7 separate regions of the Mus musculus genome follow, and all the other regions are linked to region 1. Evidence: chromatin contacts called from public ChIA-PET, HiChIP or PLAC-seq and promoter capture Hi-C data. All regions are on one chromosome and are shown on one strand. The core of a region is the stretch at or near the end of the contact, and the rest is flanking DNA. Distances in the headings are between cores, read along the strand shown. Region 1 holds the start of Atg5 (autophagy related 5). Region 2 has its middle 66 kb from the start of Gm35154. Region 3 has its middle 41 kb from the start of Gm22503. Region 4 overlaps Gm35154 (a long non-coding RNA gene). Region 5 overlaps Crybg1 (crystallin beta-gamma domain containing 1). Region 6 holds the start of Qrsl1 (glutaminyl-tRNA synthase (glutamine-hydrolyzing)-like 1). Region 7 has its middle 27 kb from the start of 4930431F10Rik.

What was found. Promoter capture Hi-C pulls out the DNA fragments that hold promoters and counts their contacts. ChIA-PET counts read pairs in DNA pulled down with a chosen protein or histone mark. HiChIP or PLAC-seq counts read pairs in DNA pulled down with a chosen protein or histone mark. Capture Hi-C pulls out chosen DNA fragments and counts their contacts.
Region 2: a contact with region 1 is called in an RNA polymerase II ChIA-PET map of memory CD8 T cells, with 15 read pairs. The contact joins the enhancer-like site here to the promoter of Atg5 in region 1. A contact is called at or near these places in 5 of 39 promoter capture datasets (3T3-L1-derived adipocytes, cranial neural crest, liver and 2 more), 7 of 484 Hi-C or Micro-C datasets (CD4 T cells, LSK cells, embryonic stem cells and 2 more), 7 of 115 datasets of contacts at active chromatin or transcription factors (the SCID.adh cell line, embryonic stem cells, epiblast stem cells and 2 more) and 2 of 9 other capture datasets (adipose tissue and embryonic stem cells).
Region 3: an H3K4me3 HiChIP or PLAC-seq map of bone marrow-derived macrophages shows a contact between it and region 1, with 4 times the contacts expected there. The contact joins the enhancer-like site here to the promoter of Atg5 in region 1. A contact is called at or near these places in 8 of 39 promoter capture datasets (the 3T3-L1 cell line, 3T3-L1-derived adipocytes, cranial neural crest and 4 more), 4 of 484 Hi-C or Micro-C datasets (B cells, bone marrow-derived macrophages, epidermal suprabasal cells and 1 more), 6 of 115 datasets of contacts at active chromatin or transcription factors (bone marrow-derived macrophages, embryonic stem cells, large pre-B cells and 1 more) and 4 of 9 other capture datasets (adipose tissue, embryonic stem cells, liver and 1 more).
Region 4: an H3K4me3 HiChIP or PLAC-seq map of bone marrow-derived macrophages shows a contact between it and region 1, with 4 times the contacts expected there. The contact joins the enhancer-like site here to the promoter of Atg5 in region 1. A contact is called at or near these places in 7 of 39 promoter capture datasets (the 3T3-L1 cell line, 3T3-L1-derived adipocytes, embryonic stem cells and 2 more), 1 of 115 datasets of contacts at active chromatin or transcription factors (bone marrow-derived macrophages) and 1 of 9 other capture datasets (liver).
Region 5: a contact with region 1 is called in a BATF HiChIP or PLAC-seq map of CD8 T cells, with 6 read pairs. The contact joins the enhancer-like site here to the promoter of Atg5 in region 1. A contact is called at or near these places in 5 of 484 Hi-C or Micro-C datasets (CD4 T cells, CD8 T cells, adipose-derived mesenchymal stem cells and 2 more), 3 of 115 datasets of contacts at active chromatin or transcription factors (CD8 T cells, effector CD8 T cells and memory CD8 T cells) and 1 of 9 other capture datasets (pancreatic islet).
Region 6: a promoter capture Hi-C map of adipose tissue shows a contact between it and region 1. The contact joins the promoter of Qrsl1 here to the promoter of Atg5 in region 1. A contact is called at or near these places in 2 of 39 promoter capture datasets (hippocampal neurons and stem cell-derived epiblast-like cells), 1 of 484 Hi-C or Micro-C datasets (CD4 T cells), 2 of 115 datasets of contacts at active chromatin or transcription factors (embryonic stem cells and microglia) and 2 of 9 other capture datasets (adipose tissue and liver).
Region 7: a contact with region 1 is called in a promoter capture Hi-C map of liver, with 2.2 times the contacts expected there. The contact joins the enhancer-like site here to the promoter of Atg5 in region 1. A contact is called at or near these places in 12 of 39 promoter capture datasets (the 3T3-L1 cell line, the C10 cell line, the HPC-7 cell line and 8 more), 6 of 484 Hi-C or Micro-C datasets (B cells, CD4 T cells, Th1 cells and 2 more), 6 of 115 datasets of contacts at active chromatin or transcription factors (the 230-238 cell line, bone marrow-derived macrophages, embryonic stem cells and 2 more) and 2 of 9 other capture datasets (adipose tissue and liver).

Annotation. Positions count from the first base shown.
Region 1 is chr10:44,266,672-44,269,685 of GRCm38.p6, reverse strand. Atg5 (autophagy related 5) reads right to left here and starts at 1,347. Exons shown (of 8, transcript NM_053069.6): 1 at 1,102-1,347. Gm40637 (a long non-coding RNA gene) reads left to right here and starts at 1,484. Exons shown (of 2, transcript XR_871625.2): 1 at 1,484-1,573; 2 at 1,725-1,944.
Region 2 is chr10:44,531,217-44,534,293 of GRCm38.p6, reverse strand. No RefSeq gene overlaps it. Among named protein-coding and RNA genes, the nearest start is that of Gm35154, 66 kb to the left of the region's middle. Within about 2 kb of position 1,608, at least 8 of the 459 cell types and tissues checked have an H3K27ac peak or open chromatin away from gene starts, as enhancers often do. A contact at or near this core is called in the SCID.adh cell line and memory CD8 T cells, where this site is marked.
Region 3 is chr10:44,689,907-44,693,271 of GRCm38.p6, reverse strand. No RefSeq gene overlaps it. Among named protein-coding and RNA genes, the nearest start is that of Gm22503, 41 kb to the left of the region's middle. Within about 2 kb of position 1,536, at least 57 of the 459 cell types and tissues checked have an H3K27ac peak or open chromatin away from gene starts, as enhancers often do. A contact at or near this core is called in adipose tissue, bone marrow-derived macrophages, macrophages and 2 more, where this site is marked.
Region 4 is chr10:44,663,751-44,667,192 of GRCm38.p6, reverse strand. The region is part of intron 2 of Gm35154 (a long non-coding RNA gene); the gene reads right to left. Among named protein-coding and RNA genes, the nearest start is that of Gm35154, 67 kb to the right of the region's middle. Within about 2 kb of position 1,457, at least 16 of the 459 cell types and tissues checked have an H3K27ac peak or open chromatin away from gene starts, as enhancers often do. A contact at or near this core is called in 3T3-L1-derived adipocytes, bone marrow-derived macrophages and neutrophils, where this site is marked.
Region 5 is chr10:43,997,132-44,000,262 of GRCm38.p6, reverse strand. It overlaps Crybg1 (crystallin beta-gamma domain containing 1), which reads left to right. Exons shown (of 22, transcript NM_001368305.1): 4 at 916-3,131. Among named protein-coding and RNA genes, the nearest start is that of Gm40636, 30 kb to the right of the region's middle. Within about 2 kb of position 1,617, at least 80 of the 459 cell types and tissues checked have an H3K27ac peak or open chromatin away from gene starts, as enhancers often do. A contact at or near this core is called in CD8 T cells, effector CD8 T cells, memory CD8 T cells and 1 more, where this site is marked.
Region 6 is chr10:43,900,074-43,903,154 of GRCm38.p6, reverse strand. It overlaps Qrsl1 (glutaminyl-tRNA synthase (glutamine-hydrolyzing)-like 1), which reads left to right and starts at 1,419. Exons shown (of 11, transcript NM_001081054.2): 1 at 1,419-1,541. The coding sequence starts at 1,518. Rtn4ip1 (reticulon 4 interacting protein 1) reads right to left here and starts at 1,348. Exons shown (of 9, transcript NM_130892.5): 1 at 619-1,348. The coding sequence starts at 892.
Region 7 is chr10:44,764,344-44,767,501 of GRCm38.p6, reverse strand. No RefSeq gene overlaps it. Among named protein-coding and RNA genes, the nearest start is that of 4930431F10Rik, 27 kb to the right of the region's middle. Within about 2 kb of position 1,806, at least 4 of the 459 cell types and tissues checked have an H3K27ac peak or open chromatin away from gene starts, as enhancers often do. A contact at or near this core is called in liver, where this site is marked.

The DNA.
Region 1 (3,014 bases), core at 98-2,597:
GTCTTGCTCTGTAGTACAGGCTGGCCTCCAACCCAAAGCAACCTTCCTTCCTCAGCTTCTCTAGCACAAGGATTAGAAACGTGGGCAATCACAGTTGGGGTTTGTTTTGTTTTCGGGTTATAGTTTGGTTTTGTGCTGCTCAAGATCCAATGCAGGGCCAAAAAATGCTAGGTTGTTTTTGGGCTTTGGAGGATGTTGTCTGTGTGTTGCAAAGAGTACCATGCCCTCTAGGATTGCAGCAAACTCACTAAATAGCCAAGGCTGGCCTTAAACTCCTGATTTTCCTGCCTTCACCCCACCTCCACTGCTGGAATTAAAGGTACAGGCCACAAAACTGGGCTCAAAGTACAATTAAACTTAGTGTAACATTCTCACCTGCCAAGACAACTACCATAAAGCCAATGTTCTTGTTCTCAAATTTCAATTCAAACAATAATTTTAATGAAGTCAGAATATTTGCATCTGACTCAAATACTCGGTATCAAGGACCCAAGATACTTATCAGGTGAATTCTAGAAGGCTTTAGATAGTCAACTGCTCCTGGGGTTCTGACTAGTGAAGACTTGCTATGCTTTCTCAGTGAAAACAATGCTACATGCTTTGGGAGAAAAACCTACATGCCACCCAGATTCTTAGGTTCCTCAAGTTTATATTCTTTGAGAGCAATTTCAACAAAGTAACTAAATAAACGAAAGTGTTCTACTAACAGAAAAATGCATTTGTTAGTATTAAGTACTAAAATTAAACTGAGACTCAAAGAACTGCATCGAAGAGAAACAGTCTGCGTTTAGATAGAATCAAAAAGCACCGAAACAATTACGATTTAAATAAAATGCAAGTCCTTAACTTGAGCTCCAGACTCGATGCTACATTTCCTACCTTAGTAAGGAACTGACATACTAACTACCCAAAGGGACAGCTAGACTGCCCAAGGGCTCCCGGGCCGGTGTCTCGCCAACCCCACCTCCGCCCAGCGGCACCGCCTCCCCCGCCATCCCTCCGGGTGCGCTCTTTACACGGGCCGCTCGCCCGCAGCCCCTGCCCCTGCCCGGTCCCACTCCCGCCCCACACTTCCACGCCCGGGACACACATGAGCCCTACCCGAGGTGCCGGCTCTGCTCCGGCTTCCCGCAGCGCGAAAGCCGCTCGGTCGGGTTCTGTCTGCCGGGATCACACTGTCCTGCAGAGGCGCAGGAGCAGAAGTCCCAGTGCGCGCGCAGCCGCACAGTGCTGCCGCCCGGGTCAGAAAACAGCCCGACGGGCACTTCCGCCCTCGGAACCAGAGTGAACCGCAGCGCCGGGCGCCCACCGTAGGTCCAGTCACCCTCGGCGCCCGGAGATGACGTCACCAAGACCACGTGGCAAGCGCTCCGCCCTCCGAGCGCGGCCCAACCTGGCAAGACCTGAGTTGCTCCTGAGCGTGCGCAGACACACAGGGAGCGCCTGAACTCGGAACGAGTTTGCCGGTTTTCTTCTTGGATGGACAGAACGCAGTCGTTGGTGTTCCCGGTTGTCAGTGTGACAGTTGTGGAAGAACAGAGAAATAAAGGATCCTGAGACATCGGCTGCCGTGGTAGCAGCATTTTTCTCTTCCTCACAAAACAGTATTGTAAAAACCTTACTTTTAAGGGTGGTTGGGATGGTTTAATTTAGTTGGGTTAGAGTCAGGACAGGGGTATCAAGCTGCAAGTCTGGGACTTAACTAGGTATCTCGTGTTCCTCAGTCTCCCAAGTGCTAGAACTGCAGACGTGAGCCACCACACCCGGCTTTCAAGGTAAACCACATTCATTTGCTCGGTAGAACCTCCCCACTCCTGTAGGACCACAGTAGGCATTAGTGGCTGTATTTAACCCCAGTTGGTAAAAGTACCAAAACCTCCCTCACCTCTAAGAGTACCTTTCCTACTCTTATTGCTTTGAAAATAAAACAAAACGTAAAGAGTACTTGATCTGGGTCTTCACTCACCAAACATTTTAACACCCTCCTCCTCGTCCTCCTCCACCTTCTCTTCCTCCTTCTCTTCTCCCCTCTTACTCTTCTCTTTCCTTCCCCCACCCGGAGAGGATGAGGTGTCCAACTAGATCCTAAGAGATGGTAAATGGAGCCCCGGGAGCTGCAGTTACAGGCAGTTGTGAGGCACCCAGTGCAGGCACTGGAAATGATTTTAGTCTTTTGCGAGATCAGTGAGCACAATTAACTCTTAACTACACTGATCTGTAGGTATTTCTCCAGCCTTTTTTTTTCTTTCCTTTCTTCCTCCTTTTTTGGGTTTGAGACAAGCTCTCGTGCAACGCTGACTGACCTCAAACTCTATGTATAATCATGGATACTCTTTAACCCCCATCCTCCGATCTGACCTTGAATTTACCATCCTTCTGCTTCAATTTCTCTACTGGAATTTCTGCCACGACACTTTGCTCTGTCAGCAGCGGCAGAGCCTGGCTAGAGCCATGAATCTAAATAAAGGCAGTGTTACCTGAAGAAACCCAAGAGGGTCTTGTCAGACTTCTGTTGAGGAGAAGCTGGGTTGGCCTTCATAAGGCTCCACCTAATGTAATTTGGTGCCATTCTCTGGTTATCCTGGGTGTGGACCTTGTACCAGTGTCCACGTCCTGGCCAGTACTTAATAAAACTTGCTCCAAATTTGCCTCAAACTTTGTTGTAGTGATCTTGCTCTTGTCCCATGAGTTTGACACCTTTCTTTTGTGAGGTTCCTTGAGCCTTGGAGGAGATGGTGTCCCTTTTATGGCTGAGCATACAATAGTCATTTATTTTCAGTGCTTAGACCAGGTATGATTTCAGCTAGTAACTGATTACTGAGTTTAATATAGTAGAGATTTCTGCTTTGAGTAGGTGGAGTGTGTTGGAATTCTGTCTAAACTCCACCCCCACAGTTCCTGCCAGCAGCCAGGTATGCTCCTCCTCACAGTTACCTGGCAACAGCTAGATAGGCTTGGCCCAGTATAAAAGGGATTGCTTGACCCCTCCTCTCTCTTACCCTCCTACTCTCTTG
Region 2 (3,077 bases), core at 359-2,858, 260 kb before region 1:
AGTCATATATTAGAGCTATTATGGTGGTAAATACAATATCCTTACTTGAAAACGAGGGTTAATCTATGGAGAACAACCTATTAATTTCCCACCAGCTAGAAAGGACTAAAATGCTACTTTCTGATTTTAGTTAGGTCTTTGGTTTCCAAGTCTGTCTCTTCCTGTCTCAGTCACACCACCCCACATGCTTTCCTGGGCTAGTTCTTCCATTGAATGGTAATTACAAATTAGCAAGCATTAAACTTCATTCCTATCAGCATCGTTTTTAAAACTGCATTCTGTAACAAGTCCTGAAATTCCAGCCAATGATGCAATACACCACCAAATTCCAATGAAGCAAAAATAATTTGAACAAACCCTCAGACTTCATAGTTTGGGAATTTTATTCCTAAAACAGACATATTTCATTAAGTCAAATAAACCAGTCATGTAACTTAACAAAAAATATTAACACACACACCAAAAAAAAAAAATGTTTACAAGCCCCTACTTTAAATTGTGTACCCAAAGACGGCAGTCAGAGTTGGTGGGAAGGGAGGCACTAAGATTGCCCCAGGTTGAAAAACTGAACAGAGCAGACTTATTACAAAATTCTTTTATTTTCTTTTTAAGCCTCTTCTACAAGTTTGTGGAGAATGTATTCACTCACAATTCGTTAGGTCCTTCCCTTTTTCTGAACTTGAGCGGCCTACAGCCAGTGACATAGTCCCCTTAGAATCATCTTCAAGTAAATGTCCTCCTTCCTGTGGCCCTGTCAGGCTGGATCAGGGGCTGCTGCTGCACTGGGGACTGTGTGCAGCACAATTCTGGCTTTTCCCTGCTGGCATCTGCATTCAGGAAGGGAAAGACCCACTCTGCTTTGTTCAGCAATTTTTATTTATTTATTTATTTATTTTGAGACAGTTTCTCTGTGTAGCCCTGGCTGTCCTGGAACTCCCTCTGTAGACCGCGCTGGCCTCGAACTCAGAAATCCGCCTGCCTCTGCCTCCCAAGTCCTGGGATTAAAGGCGTGCACCACCACTTCCCGGCCAGCGTTGTGTTCTAAGTACCTGGCAAACACTGGATTCCTATTAAATACTTAATAAATTAACAAATTGACATACTAAAATTGATAGGAATGTTGCTTCTTCTTTTGTCTTTGGCACAAACAAGCCAGCAGCAAGAAACAAAGCCAACGACAAATTCTGTTTTTTATTCAGTCTTCTGAAGGAGTCTCCAGAGGGAACAGCTGACTTTGGCACCCCGGTCAGGTGCTAGCTGTTTAATCTTAGATAACTAAATCTCATTTCTTTTCCTATAAAATAGGTATAGCAAACCTCCCTTTTGGGCTGTTTTAGGATGAAATATGTGCACCTAACATACATAGTTACTCTACAAATGAATTTGTCATTAGTTCATGAAGGATTTTGAGGACCACCTACAGGTAACTATGGATGCCAAGATAAATAGACCCAAGTTTTTTCTCCTTATGTCTCTTGCCCAAACACAGAACAGAGCAGTGCAGGTAGCAACATAGCTAGAAAAAGGGATACAATTCAAATAGAAAGTAACATGATGAAAGACTCTGAAGTCTGAACATGATGGTTTGTGTGGGAGAATGTGACCACAAGTGGTTGACCCCCCCTGTAATGCGATGTGAGCAAACAGAGCTAGCGAGAACCTGCCCAAGAGCACACTCATCTCCCATTTTCTCTTCAGTCCTCATCTCTTACATACAAGTTAAAGAGCCCTTATCTGGAAGAAGCAACACTTTGGGTTTAGGAAACATTGAACGCCTAGTTGGAGTTAGGTAAAATCTAAACACAGTATCTTTTCTTTTCTCCCTCCCCCGCCCCCATGCCTCCCTAGGACAGAGTTTAAAGGCCTAAGCCACCACAACTGGCTTAAACATGGTATTCTTTTCTCTTTCGTAAATGGCTGAAAACACTGAAGATAGCCTTATATAATCTTTGTAGTTTGGTTACCTTCTTACCACAACTTACCACACATTATCAGGTAGGGTTCGGAATTTCCACTCATTATCACTAAAGTTTTAGATTTTAAAATCTAAAAGGATTACAGATTTTGTACTTAGAGATCCAAATACTCAACCTTATTCCTTCACTTGTCCTTCTCTTTTCCTCTCTTTGATGTGGCAAGCCCACTCTCACCCACCTGGGGCTTTGCTCTGGCTTCCCTGGGCCTAGATATTCTTCCTGTTTATCAACTTAGCTCACTGTCTCATGTCTTTGCTGAAAATGTCATATTTGCAATAAAGCCAATCCCGATTAGACTATCTAAAATCACCCTACCTATACCTGATACAATGCACTAATTTATTCAGTTTTTTTTTTTTTGTTTGCCAACAACCCCTTCCTTTCCACACTCATATAAGTTTGAGAACAAAGGTCAATTTTGCTCCTTCAGGTATCCAGTGCGCCTATAATAGCAGCTGGTACTCACTAGCATAGAACAGATGAATGGAGGCCGGGATGTAGTCAGGGCAGGAAGTAGAGAAAAGTAAAGCTAGAGAGAGCTAAAGAGGATTTGAATGCTGGGGCAAAGAGCTTAGGTTTTTATCTGGTAAGTAATGGGAAGCTTTAAAGGCAAGTGTCATGTTCAGATGTGCTTCTTAGATCAACCACTCAAGGAACGGCACTGGAGAGAAAGGTAATGGCAGAGCCTTGCTCTGAAGATGCTGCTGTAGCCAGAGAGGAGGCAAAGCAAGGAGCAGTGGGAAAAGAAGGGAAGAGACACATCCGTAGCATTGTAATAAGTTAAACTAGGCATGTCTTGATGGCTGCCACTGGGGAAGGAGAAAAGAACTCCCAGGACAATTCCCAGAGTTGCCCAATAGGGTAACTGGGAGGTTAAACTAAGTGACAGCTAGAATGGGGGGGTGGGGGTGGGGGTAGTCAGAGAGGTGATGGGTGTGTATATAAAGTGATATGTATGTTCATATATACATGTGTGTATCTATTTATAGTTAGAGAGATATAGAGAAATATATCTCTCTAAACATGTGGAAGACAAAATTTGGGACTCAGATCTCTCTCCCCCTCCCCCTCCTTCCAGAGATCCAACTTGGGGAGGGCACT
Region 3 (3,365 bases), core at 287-2,786, 420 kb before region 1:
CAGTAACAAGAGAGTTTTTAAAAGGCTTTTCTTACTTGTAGCTATAGTATATAGCAGGCTGTGGTGAGACTCAAGATGGATAGCCTTTTTCTAGATGGACAACATTTGACAAAGCTATCCAGCAAGTTAATGTAGCCAAAGACTCATCTGGATTTTATCAATGTGGTGTGGCTAGGAAAATAAAAGTGATTTTAAGAACAAAGTACAAAGTCACACACCAACTCCCTTCTTAAATAAAAATAGATTTTTTAAAAAACGTTTTTTTAAGCCTCTCTTTTCCTTCTTAAGTTAATTTGCTGAGTTATTTTATCTTCTTCCAACATCTTCTCCCCAACATCTGGTATAACTGACTTGAAATATTCTTCCTTGTGTCCTTTCTCTGAAGAAAGGGTGTATATAAGAGCCTGGCCAAGCATAGTCTAAAACAAGGCCTAGAAACTTCTCCGACACTGTCATTGCACATAAAAATTTACCTTGGAGTCACTTGAACTTGGACTTAGTGATTTTCTAGTTCACAGAAGTCACAAAGAGTCAGTAATAGTTTTTAAAAGTCCATCAAAAAGTGAACCAATAAGAATTCAGTAAAAACTCCCTGGAGTTCATCAATTATTCCAACACCATAAATTTACAGCTGAATCCCCCAGGGGCAGGGTTTCTACCGACATTGGCAAGCTGAGGAGGAAAGTTGCAACAGCAAACTTGCTTTATCTCTTTCCTCTGATCAATTACTGGTACCCTCATCCTAGGAAAGCTCTCTCACCGAGCCTTCAGCTGAGCAGCGTTCAGAATTACATAATCTAAGACTTGGGTTTTTTTTTTGGTCTTGCTGTTCTATACCTGGTCCATGTAGCACTGGTAAGTTTCTCATTTGTCCCCATTTATTGTGTTATTTAGACACTAATCTAGTTTTCTAACCTGAGTGGTAGAGGTTTCTCCTTTGATTTCTGCAACAATTGTATCTTTTGAAGATAGAATTTAGCATGGTATTCAGTATCTTTTGGGACCCAAAGAATAATTATTTGCTTTATAGTCTGCAATCGAGAAAGAACAATGAATAACGTAGGAGGACCAAGAGTTGGGTACAGGGAAGCAGTGTGAAACGTTGTTTCAGAGAACCGTGGAGTAATGTGTGAGATCAGGCTGACAGACGGGAAGTACAGTCAGAGAGGCTGGCTAGAAGGCATTGTAAATGATCAAGAAAGAAAGAACCTCGAGAAAGTAAGGGAAGTTTGGGGGAAACAAGTCAGTAGAACTGAATTTTCAGACATGATAGGGAATTTCAGGTGAGCAAAGGTAAGGATGAGAGAGACACGGTTGAGATGGATTCCTTGTTTTCAGCAGGAATGACCGTGAGACTGGACTGTGGGGCAGAAACGAGGAACTAGGAAAGGGAAGTGTTTTTGTGGGGGAGAGGGCAAGCTCAGCTAGCTAGCTGTTGTTGAATTTGAGACTCTGGGAAGAATTTCAAGTGAAAATGACCAATGGTCAGTCAGAGAGATGGGAATAAACCGTGAGCAAGGAACAGGACATGAGCTGTAAATCTGTGAGTCACCGTCCCCACATGCTTGCAGCCATGAGAACAGGGATAGTCTCTGCACACTGTAGTGGCCTGTGAGAAGTGGAAGACGTAGGTGGAAACCTCGGGTAGGAGGGCGTTGAAGACTGAAGCAAAGGCGTCTGGGAAACATCGGAACAGACAGGACGTTAGCAGGAAATAGAGGAGTACATGCCAGAGGTGTAAGAAGTGAGACGGTTTCCGGAGCAAGAAGAAAAATAATGATGAGAGACAGTGGGGATGGGTTGAAAGAAAGCACACTAGAGGCTGAAGTGGCAAGCAGTGATTTCTAGGAGCCAATTTGAATAAAGGGTTAAAGAGCTGGAATGGAGATTGGGTCCAAGGAGTTACAGAGATAGGATATGAACCATAGACTTAAAAACTTAGCAGTGAAAATGGAAGCAAAATGACTCTAGACATTTTGTAAACAAAAACCTACACTTAATATTTCTTAGGACTTTTTTTTTTTGGTAGTGGTGGTTGTTTTATGAGACAGATCTTCATAAGTAGTCCTACACAGTCTAGAAGCCACTAGGTACCCCAGGCTGGCCTTGCACCTGTAGTGACCATTCTGATGACCTCTTCAGTGCTCAGGTTATAAATGTATACTTCAATTATAGATGTGCACTACCATGCATGGATTTTATATGTGAGGGAGTCTTTATAAATATTTTGTCATATTGTTAAATGAGTTATTGAATTCATATACTCTTTGCTGACATAGCAAATGGAAATTCAGATGGACTTTTATTACCCTTGAAGTAGAGGTTAATATTCTTACCCTCTTCTATTCATGCACAGGAAAACATGTACACACACACACACACACACACACACACACACACACTTTTAAAAAGCTCGTAGACCTCTCCCCATGTTCCTAAGGTTATAGTCCTTAGAATTCTAGCTTTGAGATCAAATCAAATGGGTACTGTGTGACGCTGAGGATATCAGTGCTGGGTAGCACCAAATGCCTAGAGTTGCCTGCCCATCACAACAATGCTGTTGTTTGAGTATTTGAACTTTTTGATCCACTTTACAATGCCCCTCTTATATAAATAGGACTTCATGTCCAATGTGACTCTTTATCTATTAACTAATCTAGCCATATTAGGAGTTTTTAAGAAAATGACTAATTCCATCATTCTTGAACAGTCAGTCTTGTGGTGGCTTCCACATAGTCCTGCAGAAAACCATGAAGTCCAAAGAACAGACTTCTAAGTCTGCTCTGAAAAACATCAAGAACATTTGACCAAGGTCAGCATGTCTAACATGGTTTCCCATTGTTGCCTGTCATCCTGACCTTATCTTGCCCAAAAACTTAAATGTCCCATTCATTCCCAGTGTTAAGGAAAATGTGATGTGTGAACCTAAGATATGGGTAATAGTATAAATATTCAATATCACTTCAAGGCTGGTAATTACCAAGTCATTTGATGCTAAATTAAATTAAATTTAAATTTTGTTATAGAAAGTAAACTTCTATATATTTAGATTGGGAAAGAAAAGTATTTTCTCTAATTCTGAGAATAGTCAAAATCAAATGCTTTGGGACATAGAAATAAACTATATCCATAGTGATTTTCCCCCTTTGGACTTCATGGTTTTTTTGCAGGACTGTGTGGAAACCACCACAAGAACAACTGTTCAAGAACGGTGGAATTAGTCATTCCATAAGCAGGAAGACTGCTTGTGGGTTATTATCTGTAGATAGACAAGCACACAAATGCCAGTTTGGAGCTCAGAGAATTTTCACAAAAGATACCAGTGTGCCAGGGCCCAGCTCAGGCAATACAGAGCAAAAACTCTT
Region 4 (3,442 bases), core at 208-2,707, 400 kb before region 1:
GCAAACAAACAAACAGGAGAATTGAAAATATGCAGTTGAGGGGAACCCTGATGTATTTTTCCTAGTAGGTTCTCAGTTCTTTTCCTATTGAGGAGATTGCTGAGTAGATAATGAAGCCATCACTGTATTTTCTCAGCTGCAGAAAAGATACCTAAAGGAGGACGTTCTGTAATTTGGACAGAAATGAAATCTACTGATACCCTACCAATACAAATTGGTGCATCACCAATGGTGTCTTAGACAATTGAGTATATGTGTAGAAAGACTATTTCAGATCTGTAGGGAGGTGGCACCTATCAATAAAAAATCTTTGGCCGATAGCTTTGGCAGGAAATAGATGGGACACCCTGGAGACAGAAAGGATTCTAGGATAGCATCAGGTGAGAGATTTGCTGGGATGATGTGAGGAGACAGACGCATGGTACCTGAGTACAGGTAACCAGACACATGGCAGAATGTAGATTAGAATAAAAGGGTTATTTTAAGTTATATCTAGTCAGAGCGGAGCCTAACTATATGGCCAAGGTATTTATAAATATATTTTGAGTCTGAGTCTTATTTCTGGGAGCACCAGGCTAGGAGGAAGAATCGCACCAACCTTCAACATATAGGGAAGACTCAGTCAGTCACAACAATAGGATGAGTAAAAGACCTTCACAAGAAACTGAGCACATCTGGAGAGAGAGTGAAATGGGCAGACGTCTCTGGAAATACACCCACAGTATTGACAGACAGCTCTGACCGAGGGTTCCATAGCCACCTTTACTATGGCCAAAGGGATAGTGTAAGGGAAAACGCCAGAGTGAGAAGAGAATACGCATGATTGTGTGTCTGTGGAATCTCTTGTGTCTATACATTGTAAGAGTCTTGTCTGTGTGGGAGCCAAGGGCTCCTCTAGGCCAGCACCTGGCCTTTCCTACATGGATCTTCCCTCTCAATGACATTTATTTGTGTCTTGGGATGCAGCTCAATAGTAGAACACTTGCCCAGTATATGGAAGACCCTAGATTTTTTTTTAAATCACCCATTTAAGTAAGAGTTTCTCAAAGTCTTTTAGAAACTTAAGGGAGAACACCAAAAGGAAGAGATACTTGGGCCTGTCAGGCAGGCTCTTCCATCTGAGCAAAGCTTGTATCCAACCATTCCAGGCTGGGTCCACCTACTCACTCGCCTAGGTCACAGAAGGTGACGAGGCAAGCAAGCTCTGTTCTTTCCTTATACCACACACTTTCCCCATGGCTCAGGGGAAGTATTTCTCAACGTACCATTGGCCCTTTGACAATTCCCTTTTAAAGACACACTTCTGAGCTCCTATGTAACTTACGGGTTCATGCACTTAATAATCCTGTTTTCTAAAGCTAATTGCCTCTGTAGCTATTTTATACCCTTAGGTGCCAAGGCAGGCTGTAAGAAATGCCAGCACTTAGTCAAATCCACTTCAGAGCTATAATCTATGAAAGACACTGAGTCACTGATCTCAGCTGGCTCCCTTTGTCATGGGACACTTCCTTCTTTCTACAGGGGTTTTCACTGAAGAGGGGGAAACTCACTTTTAGATTTCTTGTTATAGAAAAATTAAAAGGGAATTTTCCTGGGAAATTATGTGAAGCCAACATTGAAGTTCTCTGAGAGAGTGAGAAAGTGAGGGGGGGGAAAGAGAGACAGAGACAGAGAGATAGAGACACACAAAGACAGAGAAAGAGAGACACAGAGAGAGACAGAGAAAGAGAGACAGAGAGAGACAGAGAGAGACAGAGATCTATTCTTCACAGGTTGTGAATGCTTACAAAGAGCTAGAGAAAACATCTATGTGCTTTAAGAACACTGTTACCAGCAAAATCTGACTCTGTAAAAGTTGGAGTGGCTGCCATCCAGATCTCACTGTTTAACCTCCACAGGCCTCACCAGCCTCTTATCATGAAATAAATTAGAAAACATAATGGTAACATTGTGTACAAGAAACATAAAGTGAAAATTATTTTAGTTGTAACACAAATGTGGTGGTAAGATCAAACCCTGGTTTACAAGCCTTTATGGAAAGGTAACTGCTAAGGATGGCATGCACCTTTAATCCCAGCCCGGTCTACAGAGCGAGTTCTGGGATGGCCAGGGCTACCCAGAGAAATCCTGTCTTGAAAAACCAGACAAAAAGAAAGAGGTAAATACAATTGTCATAAGATCATAAGGTAAGGAGTAAAAGGGATCATTTTCATATTCAATTCACAGAAAGTGTCTGAACAAACCATTCTGGCCCTTAAAAATGTTTGAATATAATGCCTGCAGCATGCACGAAGCAGGTGGCTACCATCTAACAAACACACAGATTTCTGGAAATGTCACAGAAAATATAAAACTCAGTCTTCAGCAACCTGAAATTTAGACATGAGGAAAATGAGAGTTGGCACCATAAGCTCTGCTTACAGAGTATGGGAGTGAGCTGGTCCTAGGGTTTAAAGTGCATAGCTGATACCGCCGCTAGAACTCTGCAAGGGCCTGTGTGAAATTAAAGAAACACTTGTATTTTTTTCTTTGTTGTTTATTTAGTTTTTGCTTTATAGAATTCTTTTCTGAACAAATCTTGATTTTACCACAAGAAGAGATCTAGTTAAGTATAATCACTCCTTAAAGTCCATAGACACCTGCCCAGTGGTGTCCATTGGTGCTGTATTTACAATAACCAGAAAATAGTAGCAGCCTAGGTGCATGACACAGGGGTTCGGGGCAAGGAGGGACTTTAGAGAGGGGGATAGTTAGGACACAGGTGCTATGAAAGGGGAAAAGGAAACCAAGGCTGGGGAACTTAAAGGAGAAGGAGAGAAGAAGGGTAATACAGAGAGGAAAAGGAGTTCTCAATGGCACCAAGGCTGTTTGAAAAAGTCATAGAAAAACATTATTTATGAGCTTATTTAAAATGCATATGTAATAGAAACAGATACATTTGCATAGACTTTAATGAGCTTCTGCTACATGGAATTATAATGCTGTGCCACTTCTACCCCAGCAAAAGATCCGTTGACTAAGTAAAACCAGAGTGTCGAGCAAGTAAAACCTCCATCCCAGCAGTTTGTCAGGGGATTCCCAAGAGACTCCCAAAACAACACAGCTTTGCCCAACCTCCCAGATGGTGAAGGTAAATCCCTGAGGAGCCCACGTACTCCTGACACAGTACTTGGAGAGATAAGCTGGGACTGATCGGGAGACCTCCTCCCTATGAAGTCGCTCTCACAGTATTGAAAGATGCTGCATAGGATGCCAAGAGAGAAGAGCCATCAGTAGTCCTTCCGACCGATAAATCCTGCAAATCAGCAATGACTGGCCCAGCAAGCCCCACTAGTGCAATACTGGCACGGATACCTTGGGGGCAACCAACAGTTGTCTAATTGGACTTTCTAAAGTCAGTAGGAAGTAATCCATGCCTGAATGTAAAAATAGCCTGTGGCAG
Region 5 (3,131 bases), core at 368-2,867, 270 kb after region 1:
AGTAATTAGACCTAAGAAATGTGAATGAGCTGGGAGACTCTGCCCTAGACACATTAACAAAGTCAGTTAACAAATTATGGTATAGCCGTATGGTTAAAAAATTTGCTTCTACTAATGTTTGTGTAAAATTCCAAGGAAGTCAGTCTTAGGACCCTGGAAGTTATAATGTTAACTCATCCTTTTGTCTTAGCAAAAGGCAAGCAGCCAAGCAAGCCCTATGAACACTGCCATTTTCATTCTAGTAAAATATTTATGCATATGAAACCACTGGGAATAAGGCAGAATGCTGATGAGCAGCAGGTTTAGGAAAGATTTAAAAACACTTTCCATGTTCAGAGGGACAGCTCAGTGGATACAGTGTGAGGACCTGAGACCCATAGAAAAGGTGGTCATGGGAATGAGTGTCTCTAATCCCAGCATTCCCGTAGTGAGATGGAAGATGGAGCCAAGAAAAGCTTGGCAGCTCCCAGACCTGACAACTTGGGTGTGCAGTGCTGAACATCGAGAGACTGTCTCAGCAAAGTCGAACCTTGACACCCATGGTTGTCCTCTGACTTCACACATGCATGCATGCATGCATAAATACATACTGCGCATTTAAAATATGGGAAGGCATTAAGTATTTAAATTTGTTCCTTATACCTTGTAATGTCTGCCAGTTCAGTGCCACTCACTGTGAATGAATATGAATACTTGGTAAATTAATAGTTTCTTAGATTTATAGTCTCATCTGTCATATGTAGGTAAGATACTTTATATTAAAAATATGTGCTAGTGTTTGTAGGATTGTTTAGGAAGTTTCATGGGAAAGCAGATACACACCAGGGGATGCGGACTTTGTGGTCTCTTTGGCAGCTGGTTTGTATGTCGACTTAACACCAGGCTGCTAACTGCCCTGTTGCTTTGTCCTTGCAGCCCCGCCAGACCCAAACATGTGGAACTAAATCTGAAAACTCCGAAGAATCCTGACAGTTTGGGAAATGAGCACAACTCATTTAGCCAGCCAGTTCATAAGGGGAACACAGCCAACAAAATCTCCTTATTTGAAAACAAGCGGGCTAACAGTAGCCCCCGCCACCCCGACGTCCGTAACACAAGGAACAATCCTCCCTCTAGTAAGACATTTGTTGGGAGGGCGAAGCTGAACTTAGCCAAAAAGGCCAAAGAAATGGAGCAACCCGAAAAGAAAGCTGTGTCAACCAGCCACCAGAATGGCCTGGTGGTCAAAGAGCCATCTGCAGAAGGGAAAGGCACAGCAGTCCCTGTCCCCAGAGAAGAGATTCGTCCAGCCACCAGAGGAGGGGAAGGAGAGTCCACCAAGGATCAGGTCCTCCGCCCTGAGCCTGAGCAAAGTGATAAGCTGGATGTACAAACAGACACTGCCTATCCTTCCCACCCAGGGCCCACTGCTCTGGTTCCTGTGAAGGACTCTGAGCTCTCAGGAGAGGGCCAGCCAGAGGCTGCTGACAGCAAAGGCCCCGTCCTTAACAACACAAGTGATGTTGCACAGGACATCGCTGCCATTTGTGATGCCAGAGAGGCTCCCCCAAAGCCACAGGATGCATTTTCTGACTCACAGCCAGCTTCAGCGGCTGAGTCAGCTAGGGAGTCATCTCTCCCGCCTTCTGCACCCATTTCTGTGGACGCTCCCCAAGATGGCTGTGTTCAAGTTCCCATATGCAGTGTTCCCTGCACTGCTCTAGAAGTGTCAGAAAACCACAATGGGTGTGTTTCGCCAGTCTCTCCTCACACTGAGAAAACTCCCATCTCCAAACCTGGAGTGGGAGAAGCCAGTCCCCCTTCCACTCCAGAGCACAGCCCAGAAACTATGGGGAAAGACTGTCCCTCCAAAGTCCTCGTCCAGGTCCGGTCCTTTGTGCTTCCCGTGGAGAATCCTCAGGATGTGAGCTCTCAGGTCATCTCAGAGAGCTCTGAAGTTAGAGAGGCACAGCTGCCAAGCTGTCACAGTAATGAGCCTGAAGTGGTGTCTGTCACCACTTGTGTTCCGCAGCACGAGGATGCACCAGACACATCACCCAAGGACATCCATCACAGAGAAGGACATGTGGCACAGTCTCGACCACACATCACACAGTCAGGACCTGAGAAGGCTCCGCCCATCCAGAGCAGCAGTGGGATGCCCCAGACAGCGGAGTTCATCCTCACCCACTCTCCCAGCAGCAGAAGTCATGCAGAAGGCCCCCAAAGGCCAGGTCAAGATGCGACCAGCCCACTTACCCCTACCAGGCTTTTGAACATTTCTGCTGGTAGTGACAATAGTGTCTTGGATTCTTCTTCTGATATGGAAAAATTCACTGAAATTATTAAAAAGATGGACAGTGCAGTATGTGTGCCCCAGAAAAAGAAGAAGGCCCGGGTCCCAAACTCTCCAGCCCCTCACTTCGCTATGCCTCCCATTCACGAGGACAGTTTGGAAAAGGTGTTTGATCCCAACGTGTTCACCATTGGTTTAGGGAAGAAGAAGGAAAGCCTGGCAGAGGTGTCACCAGCTTTGCACTTGTTGCAGAACCACGACCCCATATCCAAACTGAGAGCCAAGCGTGCATCCACCGAGCAGAGCATCGTCTTCAAGTCCTTGCACACTAACAGTAATGGGAAGAGCGAGCCACAGACCACTTCAGAAGCAAGTGACAAGGAGAACAGGGACATCAACAGCGGCGGCGTTAAGAGGTCACGGCTAGAAAACAGCACGCTTTTCTCAAGCATGCTTTCTTCTCTGCCACAAGACAAAGTCTTTTCTCCCTCCGTGACGTCAGTCAACACAATGAGCACATCTTTTAGCACTTCTCAGAACAGCTCCGTATCTCAGTCATCAGTGGTACAGCCCAGGAAGGAGGGTGGCCTGCCCTGTGGCTCAGACAAAGAACAGCCACACCTTGCACCCCACAACTCCTTAAAGGTCTTCAATTTCAATTCATCAAATACATCTCGTCTGGGTTCCAGCCACATGGAAAAGTACCCACAAAAAGAGGGAAGCAAGGAAGATGTGAATTCTCAGGGCAACCTACAATTGCCAGAAAACAACCTTTCAGACTTACCCAAACTGAAGAACAGCGATGGCGTGGAAGGTATTCTGAAGTCAAACCTGCCGAATGTTGGGAGCGTGGACG
Region 6 (3,081 bases), core at 170-2,669, 370 kb after region 1:
TCTGAACTGATGGGGAAACATAGCCAAACTCTGGAGCCTGTGCTGGACCCTAAAATTACCACAGAGCAAATTAACTGTAGATATCACTTCTCGGTCCCAACTCATATGTGAAAGGAAACAAACACATTTAATAAAAGATTAAAGTATACCTTAGCAGTTGTGACAACAAAACGTCGTAAATATTTGCAGGGATAGTATCAGAAACCAGATGGCTCTGCCTATAGTGGTGCTTGCTACCAAGCCTGGTGGTCAGTTTAATGCCCGGAGCCTACCTGGTAGAAGGAAGAAACTCACTCCCACAAGATGTCCTTTGACCTCCACTTGGGCCCTGTTCCACACACCCAAACACAAAATAAATACATGTAATAAGAAACCTAAATGACTCCCTCACGCCAACCTAAATGTAGTCTATTAACTAGGTGTGGTCTACACCTGCTAAATCCCAGGCCTGGAGAGGCAGAGCAGGAGGGCGGCAGAGTGGAGACTAGTCAGTGGTATACAATGAATTGGAGGCCAGCCTGGGCTAGACAACGACCCCTTGTTTCAAAAGAAAAACAACAAAACACCTGTGTGCCCAGTGAATTTTGATTTAAAACCAAACAAACCCGGACAACTTACTTCTCATATTAACATCTATAGGATTTACACTGGCAGCGTGGACTTTGATAATGACTTCATTTGGATAGTGTATGATAGGTAACATCATGTTCTGGGTGAATCGAAGGACTTCATTCTTTCCATATTTATCTATCACCCAAGCGGGCATGACAGTGCTCCTCGCAGACGTAGTACTAATGCCTCTAAATGGTGGCTTTGGGATAACTGTCCTTCTCCAGAAGCAGGCGGCGGCACAAGCACTTCTTCTAAGTACACAGGTCTTCAAAACGCCCATCCTGAGCAGGGATGGAGAACGTTTCCTCGAAAAAAAGAAAAGAAAAAAAGAAAAAGAAAAAAGAAAGGAGGAGCGGGGGTGGGGGGTGCGACGGTGGAGAGAAAGGACCTGAAGCAGGTCAAACTAACACATTTCAATTCAGCCAAAATCTGCCAAACCCACAGGTCAATTAAGCGAGGGGGAGCTTTCAGAAGCAAACTCAACCTAAAGCCGCGACGGAATTAAAATAGAATTGCTACTGTGCTCCCCACGTCAGAAATGTCCCAGTTGGCGTCCAGTCAGTACACTGGCCATTCCTTCCTTACGCTCTCCTTCCCCTTAAGGAAAAAAAAGCAAGCAAGCAGGGAGTCCTCAGAGGGACAAGCAAACAAGGCTAGCAATTCCTAGGTCAGGCGGATTCCTGACACGACCCCGGCCGCGGTCTCCTTGCCTGTCCGCGCGCCTCCGGTCGCCGGCGCGCGAGCCAATCGTGTGCAGAGATCATTTCCGCCGCCCGGAACTCGACCAATCCAGGCGCTCGTTGTTAAAGAGGAGCCAAGATGTCTGCGCCCATGTAACGCCGGTGGCAGAGATTGACTCCTTCCTCTGTTCCGGGACCCGGTGCTACCGGCTGACTCCGAGGGCTATGCTGGGCCGGACTCTCCGAGAAGTGAGTGGACATGGCCAGGAGGGGACCAGGGAGGGCTGAGACACTGGAGGACTCGGAAGTTCAAGGTCGCCCCGGGTCACGCCGCACGGCACGCCCCCCCCCCCCGACCGCCTACATTCCTGAGTGGGAAGTGGGATTCGAACCTAAGCTCTTACCGTACACGCTGAGTCAATCCCCTAGAGTCAGAACGTCAAAAAGTTTGAACCCCTGAGCCGTGGAGTGGAACGACAGTCAACCCGCGCGATTAGGGAGAGGTTTCTCAGACAAGCCATCTCAGTCCCGTCGCTGCTGTGCTCGCTTAGGGACGGGGCGGTTTTGTAGCATGCACATTTGAAACAAACAAAAAAATTGGTGGCTTAAAAAAAAAAACAAAAAAAAACTAGGATTTCTACCACATCGTGTTTGAACATCTACTTAAGCTGTAGGTCGCAACCACAAATGTAGGAGAAAATGTGACAGCAGTTTTGAAAGGGAAGGAGGAGTGTTCCTGAGACAGTGGGCAAAGTTAATTCAAAAATCAAACTGTGAGTTGTGAGTTCAAGGTGTTTCTGACCGCACCCAGCGGTGCTTCCTCACGACTCTCTGCAGCAGGGTATGTGTGCACTGCCCAGCAAATGCTGCCGGAAACATCTCAACTCAGAATCGAGAGTATTGTTTATTAAGATTTAACATATGAGCAACTTTTCTAAACTTGTAGAAACATAATTATTTAATTTCAGAAAGCAAAACCTTTTAATATTTTACTAAATCGTTTTTCAGCTTGTCATACCCTAAGTGTGAAATGCGTGCATCTTTGGGATTTGTTGCTTTAAGGTGCTTGATTCTAAAAATGGCTGAGTTATTGACTTGAGTCTCATTCAAAAATCACTAAATAAGTTTTGATGTGAGATTATTCAGCTTTTTCCCAATATGGCGCTAAACATGCTCCTACAATTTTGTACAACATATTTATGCAAAGTGGTGTTCTCAGCACTGATATATCAAATCAAAATATTGGTAAACTGAAAAAAAATGAAAAACGTTGAGGAAACCTACAGCCAGGATTTAATTCTTTATTTAAAAATAAGCAAGTCTATGCATTTATTGGTATGCAGGTTTACTTTCATCTTTAATAGTAGAATTATGTACACCAAATAATTTTGTAAATATCTATATTTATTTATTTATTTATCTATTGTATATGGGTCTTTTGACTGCATGTATGTCTGCACACCAGAAGAGTGTATCAGATCCCATGTCACTACAGTCTTAAGTGGTTGAGAGCTGCCTTATGGGTGCTGGGATTTGAACTCAGGGCCTGTGGAAGAGCAGCCAGTGCTCTTAGCTGCTGAGGCACTACTCTAGACTCCATAGAATGGTTCTAAAATCAAATCCTTTATGATTTAGCAATTAATGCCTTGTATACCTACTTTGTATCTCAGTATACCTGTGCTTTGCAAAGCTTGTCTAGCACAAAAGGATTGTGAGTAGAAAAAGCTTCAGAAGCCCTGCCCAGGCTCGTATCTGTGAGGGCCTTCTGGAGGGCTCTTCCAAATGCCCA
Region 7 (3,158 bases), core at 557-3,056, 500 kb before region 1:
TATAGCCACTGATGTGTTACCCATATTCCAGTTAATAACCCCAAGCCATTCGCAAGCAAGAAATAATTAAACTCTGGATCACACTCCCACAAAACAGGGGAGCAGAAGAGGGCCTTCAGCTGGAGAGGATGCAAGGCATGATAGAGTAATGGGGCGAAATGACTATAATTGAGTATATAGATCCTTGAACTTATCAAAAATAAAAACGTGAAAAAGAAAAATAATTAAAATAAAAATAAATAGATAAATATAATATTAAAGCGACAGATTTCAAATTTAAGAGGAGGAAGAAGAGGAAGAAAATAAAATATTTTGATAAGAAATATAGGAAAGCATATTACTTCCTGAATAAACATTTACAAACCAGGAACATTATAATCTGAGCTAAGAGTGGATGTTTTGAGTTTCCTTGGTTAGTTCTACACTGTTAAAGGAACGAAGCTCACAGTCAAATCTAGGAGTTCAAGTTCACATTGGCTTGTTTCCTAGACATGTAACCCGGGTCAGCTCTGTTTCCTCATCTGTAAAGTGAAGGTAATGACCTTATGGAAGGGAAATATTGTGAGCGCTAAATGAGTTCATAGATGTTCAGCAATTGGCACAGTGCCCTGCACATCACAGGCTCTCAGTAATTATTGGTTATCACTCAGTTTTGGTGTTTGGGATTAGAAAAGGGCAGCAGTTCAAAGTAGCCACAAGAGAAATTGAACTGATTAGTGCTCCTCAGAATAAGCAGTGACTCTTCCCAAACACGCAGACACCTGCTCACTAACCCACTTCCCACTTGCCGCATGCTTGGGATGTGCCTAGGCAGGGTAGTCAGGATACTCACAACCACCTCAACCAGGAAGAAAAAAAATTCATGCCTGTGGGGCTCAGAAGTTCCCTCCTGGACAAGATATGACCTCTGAGCTCTCCATGATAACATGGTATTACTGGATAGAAATGTGCTTTCCAGCTAACTGGAAAGAGTTCAGAGGAGAGCAACCAACATAATAAATGGCTTGGAAAGCAAAACCCTATGAGAGACGATGAGTAACCTGGGCAGGTTCAGTCTAGAAAACAGAGCTGCAGCAAAGACGCACATCATGGAGAGGAGTCATGGTTCTGAGTGATGTGTGAGGTTGCTGTAGATGACATGGGCTTTAGACTAAGTCAGAAATACTTTGGAGACACTTGCTTCACCAGATGGTGAAATAATGGACAATATAGGAAATGTCTACGATAGCTGCTAAATTACCTTCATAAGGTTCTATTTCATCAATTTCAGAGTAATTGATCAAATAGGTTTCTAGAAATAAATCACTGAGAAAGAACCCAAACATATAAGAATGCAAAAGACTGACCAAGGCACCAAGCCAGTATTTGGTGCTGCCAATATTTATTCTACCCAATGTTTCACAGAAGAAAAAACTTTTTTTTCGAGACAGGGTTTCTCTGTGTTGCCCTGGCTGTCCTGGAACTCACTCTGTAGAACAGGCTGGCCTTGAACTCAGAAATCCACCTGCCTCTGCCTCCCAAGTGCTGGGATTAAAGGCACACGCCACCACTGCCTGGCCAGAAGAAAAATTTAATGGTAAGGCATTAGGTTGTCAAAGAATCATACTTAAAAGGCAAATCATTGCAACCAATTTGAAATTTCACAGCTATTCAAGCTATGCACTAGTGCTCTAAAATGATCTTTGTGAGAAAATTATTTCTTTCTACATACTTATGCTATCCTATGCAACCAAACTGTGGCCAACCTTCTGTCGGTAGACCATGCCGAACTTCTCCATTTTCACAGCCAATATAAACAACAGGCATTTCGTCATGTGGGTATAAGTAAATACAGTGAGAGGGTGAATTCTTTGTGTTGACAGTTTTAGAGCTAGTGTGAATCTCTCATATTCATGATCTATTATCCTAAAATTCACATTCTAGCCAAGTCAGAGGTCTTAAATAAAGGAGGGAAAGAAAGAACTGGAGAGAGGAAAAGAAGGAGGTAAAAGGGCAGAAGGAGAGCAATGTATGAATCTAGTGAGAAACATTATAACATCATCATAGAACCTTGTTATCTGAGCACTGAGAGAACAGGAGGAACGCTATCCAATCTAGACTAATAGTCAGATCACAGACACTGAAACTAACCAGACCTGGGCTTACATCTCAGTTTAGCTACTTGCTAGCTATACAAACCCCTGTAAATTACCCTCTAACCTTTTGTGTCTTTATCAGTAAATACAAGGCCTAACAAATTTGTTGAGAAGATTAAGTATGATTATGTACACAGAGCCTTTGCCTAGGCCCTTCCACTTAACAAGCCTCAGCAAATGTTAGTCATTATATTAACACTTTCTTACTTGTCTTTGTATCTACACTGCAATTGTGTGCCTGGGGTCTGGGACTGAGCAGGCTTGATTTTATAGTTACTGGATATTAGAGGCTTTAGGTTAAGGTTCTCAGATATAAAAGTGGTAATTTCTGAAAAGTCCTTACATAATGTGAATATAATTTTTATCAGTAGTTTACATCAATTTATAATGTACTGTTGTGGCTACTAAAGTTCTTTTCTAATGTTCGGTTGGATCATTTTATTGCACTATAATTCAATAAATGTTTATCAATCCTGGTCTGTGCCCTACAGAAAGAACTAGAAATATAAAATCAGAAAAATTAGAAATACAACCTTGCTTATCAGTTGCTTGGAGCCCAGAAATCACACAAATCCTACAACTGAATTATGTAAAAATGAGGAAGGTGAGATAGGTATTGGAGGAGTAAAGAGTTCTATTGACCTCTGTCATTTAGAGGGCAAATAATAGGTGCTAACTTTTACGTTTCCACCTTTAACTCATGTGGGGTCTTGCTAATGAATTAACTCTCTCCTATCTTACATATTTATATAATACTCTTAACCAGCAGCTAATAATTCACCGTTCATTTAATGATCAGAGATGAGAGTTTGTCCTATATGACTATTTTATATCTGAATATTGCTTATATAAAACTACTAGTGTCCCTGCATCTGATACAAATAATAGCATTCTTTGATTTCCTGTTGGCTCAATTGTTTTGCTGCCCTCATTTTATTATATTCTATTATTCCTTTCCATTAGTTATACTGTCCTTTTCAAAGATTAGTCTTCATAATTGTGTCAGGTTAAATACGTGTTCTT